Regions from separate parts of the Sus scrofa genome. Here region 1 is linked to region 2. Evidence: chromatin contacts called from public HiChIP or PLAC-seq data. All regions are on one chromosome and are shown on one strand. The core of a region is the stretch at or near the end of the contact, and the rest is flanking DNA. Distances in the headings are between cores, read along the strand shown.

What was found. HiChIP or PLAC-seq counts read pairs in DNA pulled down with a chosen protein or histone mark.
Region 1: a contact with region 2 is called in an H3K27ac HiChIP or PLAC-seq map of skeletal muscle. The contact joins the enhancer-like site here to the promoter of CHPT1 in region 2. A contact is called at or near these places in 1 of 5 promoter capture datasets (liver), 5 of 47 Hi-C or Micro-C datasets (alveolar macrophages, embryonic fibroblasts, heart right ventricle and 2 more) and 1 of 2 datasets of contacts at active chromatin or transcription factors (skeletal muscle).

What each region holds. Positions count from the first base shown.
Region 1 is chr5:82,708,110-82,713,960 of Sscrofa11.1, forward strand. No RefSeq gene overlaps it. Among named protein-coding and RNA genes, the nearest start is that of MYBPC1, 60 kb to the left of the region's middle. Within about 2 kb of position 4,277, at least 5 of the 83 cell types and tissues checked have an H3K27ac peak or open chromatin away from gene starts, as enhancers often do. A contact at or near this core is called in liver and skeletal muscle, where this site is marked.
Region 2 is chr5:82,542,199-82,548,915 of Sscrofa11.1, forward strand. It overlaps CHPT1 (cholinephosphotransferase 1), which reads right to left and starts at 2,192. Exons shown (of 8, transcript XM_021092681.1): 1 at 1,759-2,192. The coding sequence starts at 2,031.

The DNA.
Region 1 (5,851 bases), core at 3,027-5,526, 170 kb after region 2:
CCTGTCGTGGCGCAGAGTTAACGAATCCGACTAGGAACCATGAGGTTGTGGGTTTGATCCCTGGCCATGTTCAGTGGGTTAAGGATCTCAGCATTGCTGTGAGCTGTGGTGTAGGTCGCAGACTCGGCTTGGATCCTGCATTGCTGTGGCTGTGGTGTAGGCCAGCAGCTACAGCTCCGATTTGATCCCTAGCCTGGGAAGCTCCATGTGCCATGAGAGCGGCCCTAGAAATGGCAAAAAGACAAAAAATAAATAAATAAATAAATAAAATAAAGTTTATACTCCACTGACCGTTATTATAAAATATTGGCTATATTTTGTGTGTTGTACAATACATCTTTGCACCTTATCTTATACCTAATGGTTTCTATCTCTTAAAACCCTATCCTGGGAGTTCCCGCTGTGGCACAAACCTGACTAGTATCCGTGAGGATGCAGGTTTGATCCCTGGTCTTGCTCAGTGGGTTGAAGATCCAGTGCTGCTGTGAGCTGTAGTGTAGGTTGCAGACGTGGCTCGGATCTGGTGTTACCATAGTTGTGGTGTAGGCCAGCAGGTGCAGCTCCAATGCAACCCCTAGCCTGGGAACGTCCATATGCCACAGGTGCACTCCTAAAAAACAATGACAACAACAACAAAAAAACCTACCCCAAAATTGCCCACTGCATTCACAACCACTGCTTTGTTCTCTGTAATTGTGAGTCTGCTTCTGTTTTGTTATAATCACTAGTTAGTTGTATTTTTTAGATTCCACATGTAAGTGATATCATGCACTATTAGCTTTCCTCTGCCTGACTTATTTCAATAAGCAAAATACCCTCCAAGACCATTCATGTTGCTGCAAATGGAAAAATTTTGTACCTTTTATGGCTGAGTGCTATTCCATTGTTTGTGTGTGTGAATATGTATTATACACATATATCTCACATCTCCACTTGGGCTGCTTCCATGTCTTGGTAGTTGTAAATAATGCTGCTATGAACAATGGGGTGCATGTATCTTTACAAAGTAGTGTTTTCATTTTTTTCAGGTATATACCCAGGAGTGGAATTGCTGTGTCAAATGGTAGTTCTATTTTTAGTGGTTTTTTTTTTTTTTTTTGTATTTTCATGGCTGCGTTCCCAGGCTGGGGGGTCCAATCAGAGCTGTAGCTGCCAGCCTACGCCACAGCCCACAGCCACAGCTACACCAGATCCAAGCCACGTCTGTGACCTACACCACAGTTCATGGCAACGCTGGATCCTTAACCCACTGAGAGAGGCCAGGGATTGAACTGGCATCCTCATGGATATTAGTCAGGTTCCTTAACCACTGAGCCATGACAGGAACTCCCTATTTTTAGTTTCTTGAGAAATCACAGTGGCTGCGCCAATTTCCATTCTCACCAGTGAACTTGCACTTTTTAAGCATCCATGACCTATCCAGCCCTGTGCTAGGTTTGGCCATTGGTGTCTTTTAAACTTGCAATAGTAAGCCTAAAAAAAAATCTTTTTAGTGCAATAAAAAGGAGAATTAATTAACATGAACTAAGCGCTTACTCTGTAGCAGACTCGGGGGTCCATTTCTTGCTCAAATAAACTCAGAGCCTTTGGCCCTCTTGTCTTCGGTCATACAGCTGGTAAGTGGTAGAGCCTGCGAATCCAGGCTCTTGGATCCAAAGCCATTCTCTTCATGGTGAGGCCTTACTCAGAGGGCAGTGGAGAAGGAATTCATCGTGTCGCTAAATACAAATACGTTTTGTTTTGGTTTTTTCCGTTTCGGTTGCCCCACAGCATACCAAGTTCCCAGGCCAGGGATCGGATCCGAGCTGTGGTTGTGACCTATGCTGCAGCTGCAGCAACACTGGATCCTTTAACACGCTGTGCAGGGCCAGGGATTGAACCTGCATCCCAGCATGGCAGAGACACCCCTGATCCCACTGTGCACTGATCTCCACTAAAAACAAATTAGTAGTATTCCATTGTGTATATATACCACATCTTCCGAATCCAATAATCTGTCGATGGACATTTGGGTTGTTTCCATGTCCTGGCTATTGTGAATAGTGCTGCAATGAACATGCGGGTGCATGCGTCTCTTTTAAGTAGAGTTTTGTCCGGATATATTCCCAGGAGTGGGATTGCGGGGTCATATGGAAGTTCTATGTATAGATTTCTAAGGTATCTCCAAACTGTTCTCCATAGTGGCTATACCAGTTTATATTCCCACCAACAGTGCAGGAGGGTTCCCTTTTCTCCATATTTATGTATTTGTTTTTCTTTCTTTTCTTTTTTTTGGGGGGGGGTGCTGCACCCATAGCATATGGAAGTTCCCAGGCTAGGGGTCGAATACAATCTACAGCTGCTGGCGTACACCACAGCCACAGCAATGCTGGATCCTTAACCCGCTGAGCGAGGCCAGAGATTGAACCCTCATTATCTGGGATGCCAGCCGATTTCATTACCACTGAGCCACAAAGGGAACTCCCACAAATGAGTTTTTAAATTCTCTGCTGCTGGAGTGGCCTCGACTCTGCTCTTCTCCTGGAGGAGACTGACTTTCCCTTCTCCTCTGCAGGTCACAGTCTATCCATTTTCAAATGTAATCCAACATAAAAATAACTTTTCATGTCAGAAAATATCTATCCTAGAACATCCCAACCTGAAGTTGGGAATTTCTATTCCTGGTGGTTCTAAACAATAGAAATTCACTCATTTATTCTTTCATGTAATTAATTTTTTTCTTTTTGTCTTTTTAGGGCTGCACCCACAGCATATAGAGGTTCCCAGGCCAGGGGTCGAATTGGAGCTATAGCTGCCGGCCTACAGCACAGCCCCAGCAACTCGAGATCCGAGCCGTGTCCGTGACCTACACCACAGCTCATGGCAACGCCGGATCCTTAGCCCACTGAGTGAGGCCAGGGATCGAACTCACCACCTCATGGTTCCTAGTCGGATTTGTTCCTGCTGTGCCATGATGGGAACTCCATCTTTCATGTAATAAATTATTAAGTGCCCACTATGTGGCAGGCACAGTCCAAGGCTCTGCTTCTGCCTTCATGGGGCTTATGTTCTAGTGAGAGAGACCATAATAAACAAGTAAGCAAGTAAATAAAAATAGTAAGTACAGACTATATAAAGCCACAGGAGAAATAAACAAGATATTGTTTTAAGGAATGGATGATGGTCATTAGGGATGACTTCCTGAGAGGGTGACTTTTGACCAATTCATAAAGGAGGAGAAGAAGCCTGCCATTCAAAAAGCCTAGGAGATGGTATTTGAGACAGAAAGACCAATATGTGCAAAGGCTCTGAGGATGAAAAGAGCTTGACCAGTTCTAGAAACTGAGGCTGTGGAACACAGGGGCAGAGGAAGAGTGACATGGGTGAGCTAAGCTGAGGTTGTAGTTGTAGGAAGAGGCCAGGTCTTGTAGGGCCATGTGGGGCCAGGTCTCCTCTGTGCATCTTATTCTTTACGGATTTTGTGCCTTAGCAAAGGAACGGTATAATCTGATTAACAGTTTTAAAAAATCACTTTGGATGAGAAGTAGTTCTAAAAAGTTGAGAATGGGGAGTTCCCATTGTGGCTCAGCAAGAAAAAACCTGCCCAGTAATCATGAGGAGGCAGGTTTGATCCCTGGTCTCGCCCAGTGGGTTAAGGATCCAGCGTTGCTGTGAGCTGTGCTGTAGGTCACAGATGAGGCTCAGATCCCATGTTGTTGTCGCTGTGGGTGTGGCTGGCAGCTGCAGCTCCCATTAGACCCCTAGCCTGGGAACTTCCATATGCCACAGTGCAGCCTTAAAAAGAAAAAAAGAAAAAAAAAAAAGAATAGAAGCAGGGAGACTAGTTAGGAACCTGTGGCTATGGTCCATAGAACGAAGAAGATGGAGAGGGAAGTCAGTAGATAGATGCAAAAAAAGGATTTTGAAGGGAGATGACTGTGTGCTCTGTTCCTGACTAATTGACGGTAAATCAATGTGTATGTTGAATGAATGAATGAGTGTTTCTAGTTTGTAGCCTCGGATAGTGTCTGACTCAACATGTTTCACCCTTGCTTATTTAATAACTACTTGTTGAACAAAGAAACTTGGTGAGAGGCTTGAAAACCAGATTTTGGAAAGAAGGGTTCTAATTTTTCTTCTGAGAATAATAAAGCAGCAGCTCTAATTTACGCAGCACGTTTTATGTGGCGATTGTGCATTCATTAAATTGTCCCCACGACGGCCCCAGAATTGGTACGTTGATCTCCTCATCTTACAGCTGAGGAACCTGATATTCACAGACGTACATTCAACACATTTATTTAAAAAGTGTTGAGTGTCTGAAGTGTCAGGTCTCATGAAAAATAAGTGGCAGATCTAGGCTTGAACTTGAGACTCTCTGATTCTGAAGCTGATGTTCTCTTCTAAGTTACACTTGCGCAAATTAAGGACTGAAAGACTTGAAAAATCTATAACGCTTCTCAACCTCTGCTCTGTCATTTTTAGGTATCAGCAAGTACAAACTATGAGCTGCTTAGGCTGGATTTCACGCACACCAGAAGCCTGGATCCCTGACCTTTATCCCCGACTCAGAATACTTCTATGCGTGACCTGGGATCTCTTGCCATGGGTGGAGACAGGGACCTGGCTGGCTCCACGAGTCTGCATTCCCACTTGCTGTCCCAAAGTTCCAACTGCCTGCAGCTCCCGTCGCTATGCCCTGATGGCTAAGTCTGGTCTGGCACGGGGACAGAGGGACTCCGAGGCCGAGAAGCTGAGAATCCTTGCTGGCCGCTTTGGGAGGGCCAGATAACACAAGTGAGAGGCCAGCATGCTAAAAAGAGGGAGGGCTATTTTGAGAATCTGGTCAAGTAATGTTTCACAGTGGAAAAACAGTAGCACTCTGCACAGGATGTGACTTGACAGGAGCCATGGCTCAGGCGTCAGTGCCCTGGGTTTCTATTTTTATTGGGAAAACTTGTACTTTGAACCTTAAAAGGCCCGCACATAACAAAAAGGGAAAACTTGATGTCAAATCTGGAAAGGTTTCTAAAAAATATCACAGGAGTTCCCATCGTGGCGCAGCAGAAACGAATCTGACTAGGAACGCTGAGGTTGCGGGTTCCATCCCTGGCCTCGATCAGTGGGTTAAGGATCCAGCGTTGCCGTGAGCTGTGGTGTAGGTCGCAGACATGGCTCGAATCTGATGTTGCTTTGGCTGTGGTGGAGGCTGGCAGCTGTAGCTCCTATTGAACCCCTAGCCTGAGAACCTCCATATGCCACGGGTGCGGCCCTAAAAAGCAAAATAAATAAATAAATAAATAAATAGAATGTCATAGCTCAACATTGGGGGTCAGTCTATTAAATACCTCATGGCACATCTACATAAGGATGTGCCATTACAATGATAATATAAAGCTCTCTTTGTCCACCAAAAAAAATGTTCACACTACATTTTTCTATGCAGAGTCATGATTACAAACAGAATACAGAACACATGTATAACACATTTTGTAAAATACATGCATGGCTATATGCGCATAGAAAACATTTGGAAGGAGACATAAAAAAATAAAAGGTTATTACTAGCCTATACCACAGCCACAGCAACACAGGATCTGAGCCACATCTACAACCTACACCACAGCTCACAGCAATGCCGGATCCCTGACTGACTGCGTGAGGCCAAGGATCAAACCCACATCCTCATGGATACTAGTCAGATTCGTAACACACTGAGCTACAATGGGAACTCCTGTACCTTTATATTTTTAATTTATGAATCTTTTATAAGAAGTATGAATTGTGGAGTTCCTGTTGTGGCACAGGGGTTAATGAATCCGACTAGGAACCATGAGGTTGTGGGTTCGATCCCTGGCCTTGCTCAGTGGGT
Region 2 (6,717 bases), core at 942-3,441:
TTAATCATAATTTTACCTGTACCATCAGGCCTCCCCTGACATCCCTGAACAGAATCTCTCGGACTTCTCTGCTCAACAAAATGGTTCTTAAATGAACAACGATGTCGAAACGTTCACAATTTAACTGGCAAATACCAGAAACATCTGAATGCTGTCAAATCCAGGCCCAATAAAAACTGGATTTTATTATATGTTTTCAGGGCTTTTTTAATAATGGTAATGTTTTTAACCTGCTGAACAAATTCTAATTGTCTACATTTCTCTGCATGGTAATATATCATTCAGTCCTCCCTGCATTCTTGTGAGATTGGTTTGGCAATTTCTATTTTGCATGGGGGAAAGCAGACCCAAATGTCTCTACATTAGAAAGAAGCAATCACTTCTAACTCAGTGCACTTTTCAGTCTGGCACACTGCCTCTGGGGGATTCTGCAAACAGGTGGCAACTTACTGTTTTAAAACCATATGTAAACGAATTAACAATCAGAACAGGAGTTCCTGTGGTGGCTCAGTGGTTAACAAATATAAGAACCAGGAGGTTGGGGGTTCGACCCCTGGGCCTTCCTCGGTGGGTTAAGGATCCTGCATTGCTGTGGCGTAGGCCGGCAGCTATAGCCCCATTAGACCCTGGCCTGGGAATCTCCATATGCTGCACCTGCGGCCCTAGAAAAGACAAAAAAAAAAAAACAAAAACAAAAAACCCAAAACCAAAAACAAAACAAAAAACAGAACGTTCACTGACAAATCACATATAATAAACACATCCATCAATTGGCAAGATACGCTTAAAATGTAGGCTTCATCAAATATTTAAAAAAATAGATCCATGTATGGAGGGCATGAAATACTTCCAGTGTATCCTGCTACCGAACCTCAACGAATTAGTTCTCCCAGGACCCATACTCAATTATTACAAATGGAGTTCTCTACTTGGAGGGCAAAGAAAAGAAAGCAACATTAGAAAACATGCAATGTAATATTTTTCCCACATTCTCTAAAAAGCAGTGGGTGGGAGTAGCCCCCTCTGCCTGCGGTCCCCCAGCACAGGTCTCATTACCAGCTGTCCGAAGCCCGCATTATTTACTCTTATTTCGGGCATAGGTCAAATACTCATTGCTAATAAAAATCCTTTGCCTTCTATGATCCCTGGGTCGTGATGATAAGGATTATCACCTTGCTAATAATACCTTTGTTTTTCAAGAAAAAGCCAACAAAGCAAAGAGGAAGTAACCTCTTAAAAGTTATCTTTGATTACCACCGGCTACCGGTAATTTCAGGATCATTAGCGCAACTTTCGAGAAACAGACGGTTAAGTATATGTGTTCAAAAGGCATCTGGGGCTTGGCCAAGCGCACCACAAGTCCCGGGGCCAGGCAGGACGGAGCTGGGGGTGTTCCCAGGGTGCAAAGTAACCGACTGCCTATCCACCCTGCAGCTTGGCCCGGGGTCGGGAGGCGGCCGCGCAGGCAGGCCCCCGGCTCGCAGTGGCCAAGGCGGCCCGTCTGCGGCCCGGGGACGGTGAACACGGGACCGGGGCAGTGACCTTGACAGCCCCTGTGCGGTCCGGGGGGAGGCTCGGGGTGGACACAGGACCGGGTAGCGGCGTGACCACTTCCAGGCGGCCGCAGCGCGGGGGCGATGGCGGGGTCCACCCTCTGCGGCCTCGGGAGGCTCAGCAGCGCACCCGGGGCGGGGCCCGGGCGGGGGGCTCAGGGCTCCGGGGGCCAGCAGTTGGGGGTGGGCGGGCGGCAGGCCCTACCTCCTCGGTGACCGTCGGGCAATAGGAGATGAGCAGAAGCGTGGTGAGCAGGTTGATGGCGAGGCCCAGGAGGGTGATGGAGTTGGGGGCCATCCACAGCGGAATCCACTGGAGCAGCCAGGTCCAGTAGAGCTGCAGCGGCGGCTCGAGCAGCGAGACGCCCGCTGCGCTGTAGCGGTGCTCCTCCAGCCGCCGAAGCTGCGCCGCGCTCAGCGGCTCTGCCAGCGCCTTCTGCCAGCGCGGCGCGGGCCTGGCCCCGGCGCCCGCCGCCATGGCCGCCTGCTGGCCCGGGCGCTGCGAGCGAGGGCAGCCCGCGCCAGGCGCCAGGGCGGGGACAGGTGGAGGGAGGGGCTCGCGGGCCCGGGCCTGCGCCCGGCGGGTGGGACTCGCCCGTCCGGCCCGCGGCCGAGGTCGAACTCAGGCCGGGGCCCCCGGGGCCCTAGGCGCCCGCCCGCAGAGCCGCGGGCCGCGGGGGGCGGGGCTCGGGGAGGGGCCCGGGCTGGGGGGGTGGGGGTCGGGGAGGGGGGCACCGCCGGGTCCCTGGCGCCCCTGACTCTCTAATTGCCGCCCGAAGGACCCAGACTTCCCCCAGAGCCCGATGCACCTGACTCTAAAGTCCGATTCTTCTCCCGGGACGGTGGGAAAACTCCCCTGGGGGACGTGTCGCGGGCTGCACGGTTAGAATCTGGTTTCTCCAACTCGTGCGGTGTGCAGGGCTCGGTCCTCCTAGCGGGGAACGCGCTAGCCCTTCCCACACTGCAGGACGCCGCCGCCGCCTGCAGAGCCGGGGAGAGCTGGGTAGTGTGTGAGAAGGTGATTTTGCCCTTCTTGGGTCATGGGCTTGAGGGCCGCATCTGCCAGAAGAGAGATCTTCCTGGATAAACACACAGGCCCAGTTCTTCCTTCCAACCTCGAGGGGCCCTGCCATGTTTTAGCTCTAGAGAACCCTCACTAGCGGGTTCAGGGATCAGGGTTCAGGGTTCAGGGTTCAGATTCCAAGGTGTTGGAACTATCAATCGGGGCTTAGAAACACTGGCTAACTAGGAGCCTGAATGGTCGAAACCCATCTGATAAGAGCGTCTGATACCAGTGGGTGTTTTTACACACCCCCTTCCCTGCAAGGACGGGGAACAAGCCCCCATGCCACATAATGGCAGTTCACCAGCCCCTTACCTCACAATGCCCCCATTTAGACAGGGGACAGCCTGTCACAAACATGTCATTTTGCTCAACCCGAGGCAAGTCTGCCACTTACCTTTTTCTTCACTTCATGGCTCTTATCTGCATGCGCTTCTCTAAGGCATAGAACAAACTCAGAAACTGTTTTCCGGAGCGTCATGTTGGGCCGGGCACCAGCAGGTGTAGTTTGTTCCAAGGATTTAGCACGCCTTGGAGATGCGCCAATGAGCTACGCCCCCGCACACCACCTGTTTTCATTCCACGTATGAGCTAAGTATGGTTTTTACATTTTTAAATGACTGAAAAAAAAATTTTAAAGAATTTTTCTGTGACATAACATTACATGAAATTCATATTTCAGTGCCATGAATAAAGCCACTTATGCCTTACATATTTTTTTGACTGCTTTCATGTTCCAAGGGCAAAGTTCAGTGGTTGTGACAGAGACCATACAGCTCGCAAAGCCTACAATATTTACTGCCTGGCCTTTTACCAACAAAATTTGGTAATCCTTTCCTTAGAGCAATATGGGGGTGTCTGCAGACCACATCATGCATTGAATATACATCTTTTTTTTTTGTCTTTTCTAGGGCCGCACTCACGCCATATGGAGGTTCCCAGGCTAGGGGCCTAATCTGAGCTGTAGATGCTGGCCTACACCACAGCTCACGACAATGCCAGATCCTTAACCCACTGAGCAAGGCCAGGGATCGAACCTGCAACCTCATGGTTCCTAGTTGAATTTGTTAACCACTGAGCCACGACAGGAACTCCTGAATATACATCTCTTAATCTTCAATGTGAAAAAATGATGCTGTCAAATGCAGGAAAGTAATTGGAATGACAGAGATACCCCCCTTTCTTTTTCTTTTACTTTTTTTTTTTTTTTTTTTTAGGACTGCACCTGTGGCATATGGAAGTTCCCAGGTTAGGGGTCGAATCAGAGCTGCAGCTGCCAGCCTATGCCACAGCCACAGCAATGTGGGATCTGAGCCTCTTCTGTGACCTACACCATACCTCATGGCAATGCTGGATCCTTAACCCACTGAATAAGCCCAGGGATGTAACCCACAACCTCATGGATGCTAGCATGGTTTGTAATCTGCTGAGCCACACTGGGAACTCTCCAGAAATCCACTTTTAACTATGCTGCTTTTATGTATGGTCAATTTTGAGCTATCTGCCTTTTAATTTAGCTGTTCCGTGAATAGGCCAAGGAAAAAATTCCATTTCCAATTAATAAATTTAACTATATTACAGATAATTTCTAATATACATCAAAAACATCGTAAAGAGAATGTAAGGACAAATCATAAACAGGGAAAAGTTATTTCCCTCAGATAAAATCCATATTGAATAGCACCGGGATCATATAAAGAATTCCTAGAAATCCATGAAAAATAGAAAAATGGGAGTTCCCACTGTGGCTCAGCAGGTTAAGAACCTGACTAGTATGACTAGTAGCCATGACGATATGGGTTCAATCCCTGGCCTCACTCAGAGGGTTAAGGATCTGGCATTGCCATAAGCTATGGCATAGGTCACAGATGTAGCTCGGATCTGGCATTGCTGTGGCTGTGATTGAACTCCTAGCCTGGGAATTTCCATACGCTGTACCTGCAGCCCTAAAAATAATGTTTAGAATTGACAGCCTGGGTCTCGGATGGTGGGTCCATAGTCATCAGGAACCCAAGCTCTTCTGTCTTTCTGCTCCAACATCCTCTCTGACTTCCAGCTACAAGGTCATCTCTTGGTTCTGAAGGGGCTGCCGAAGCACCTGCCATCCTATTTGTATTTCAAGCAGCAAGACAGTGCAAGAAGGTAGGGAAAAAGCTGGATACCACTTAGCTGAGCCAGCAAAGTAGGGTGCTTTTCCAGAAGAGTTTCACATACCTCCCATTGGCCAGAACTTTCTTTATCACAGGCCTAAGTTCAAGTGTTACAAAGATGGGTACAAGCATTCTGCACAACAGTCTGGAGTTATCTGGTAACGCTGAAGTGCGCACACTCTGTAACATCACAATTCTGATCCAGAAGTAGATCTCAGAGAAACTCTTGTACGTGTGCCCCAGGAAGTGAGTATAAGAACATTCACAGCACCTCCGAACGGTAAACAAAAGCTGTAAGTAACCTGTTTGCCAATTCCGAATGGATAAATGAACTGTGGTATTTGCACATAATTTAATTTTATTTACCAGGTTTAATAAGCTATGCTTGGAGTTCCCACTGTGGTGCAGTGGGTTAAGAATACAACTGCAGCTGCTTGGGTCACTGCATCCCTTGCCTGGCTCAGTGGATTAAAGGATCTGGCATTGCTGTTGCTGCACCTCGGATGGCAACTGCAGCTTGAATTCAATCCCTGGCCTGGGATCGTCCATATGCTGTGGGTGCAGCCATTACAAAAATTAAAAAAGCTATACTTATTAACATAGATGCACTGCACAAGCATGATGCCGAGTGCAAAAAAGTTTACAGAACAACGCACACGGTATGATTTTGTTTATTTATGTAAAGTTCAAAGATAAGCAAGATTGTGTGTTTCAGAATACGTACAATTGTGGCAAAGCTAGAAAGGAAAGAAAAATAATGATAAACACAGTTCTGGAGAGTGGTTACTCCTGGTGGAGAGGAAGAAAGATGGTATTGTGGGGGGCACACGGATAGCTTCAAAAGTATTGGTAAATCTATGTTAGAGTGTGAAACTACAGAGGCTGAAACAAGAGAGACGATTTTTTTCTCACCTAATTGAGTAGGCAATCTGAAAGAGGTACGGCAGCTCCAAGGTGTCAGCTCCAAGAAACTCAGGTCTCTTCCGTTTTGTTAGTCTACCACCTTGTCCTCGTGGTCAAAAGTGGCAGGCCCCACAACTTCCAGCCTCTTGGAAGGGGAAAAAGAGACACCGTGTTGCTTTTAAGGCTATGGCCTAAAGATGCACACATCACTCTGCTCTCATGCCATTGGCCAGAACTTGGTCGCACGGCTAAACCCTGCTGCAAGAGAGGCCGGAAATGTTGTTTTTTATCAAGCCAACCATTTTTCCAGCCCAGAAATTTCTACTGAAAATTGGGAGAATGACTATTGGAGGGCCATCCAGCTGTCTCAACCACAGTTGTTAAACTAGGGAGTGGGAATATAGTATTCATTTTATTATTATTTATAATATATATACATGTATAATATTTTTCTCTTGCAAATTTGAAATAGTTAAAAAGTAGTAAAAGTAATGCAATTTTTAAAAGCACCTGAGCTGCCTTTCCCCTAGGTTTTTTGTTTGTTTTTTAGGGGGTGAATTTTTGGAAATTCCAAATTAATTCAAGACATATCTGCTGCCTAAAGTCAAAGAAAACTAAATTAGAGATTTCCTATTATTTTACTTTTTGCAAGATGGTTTCCTTTTATTATCATGATTTGTTATGCAAGAGGTTGATGTATATAATTTTTCCTTTTCCTGAACGAACAGGAATTACATTTATGAGCTCCTGTTCCATGCTAAGCACTGTTCTAAGCATCAGGAGTTATTTCATTTAATCCTCACAAAAATCTAGGAAGTGGGTACCATTATTACCCCCATTTTGCGGATGAGGAAATTGGAGGTCAGTGAGGTTCAACAACCTGACATGATTGTGAGAACAGAGATAAAGCCAGGATTTCAGCCCCTCTAGTCAAAGAGTCCAGAGTCTATACTCCTAACTATGGCTAAAGGCCACCTAATACATAACGTATATTAAATATTGGACTTGGGTAGTTTCGTCAATATTGAATAGTCCGTTTTCTATATAT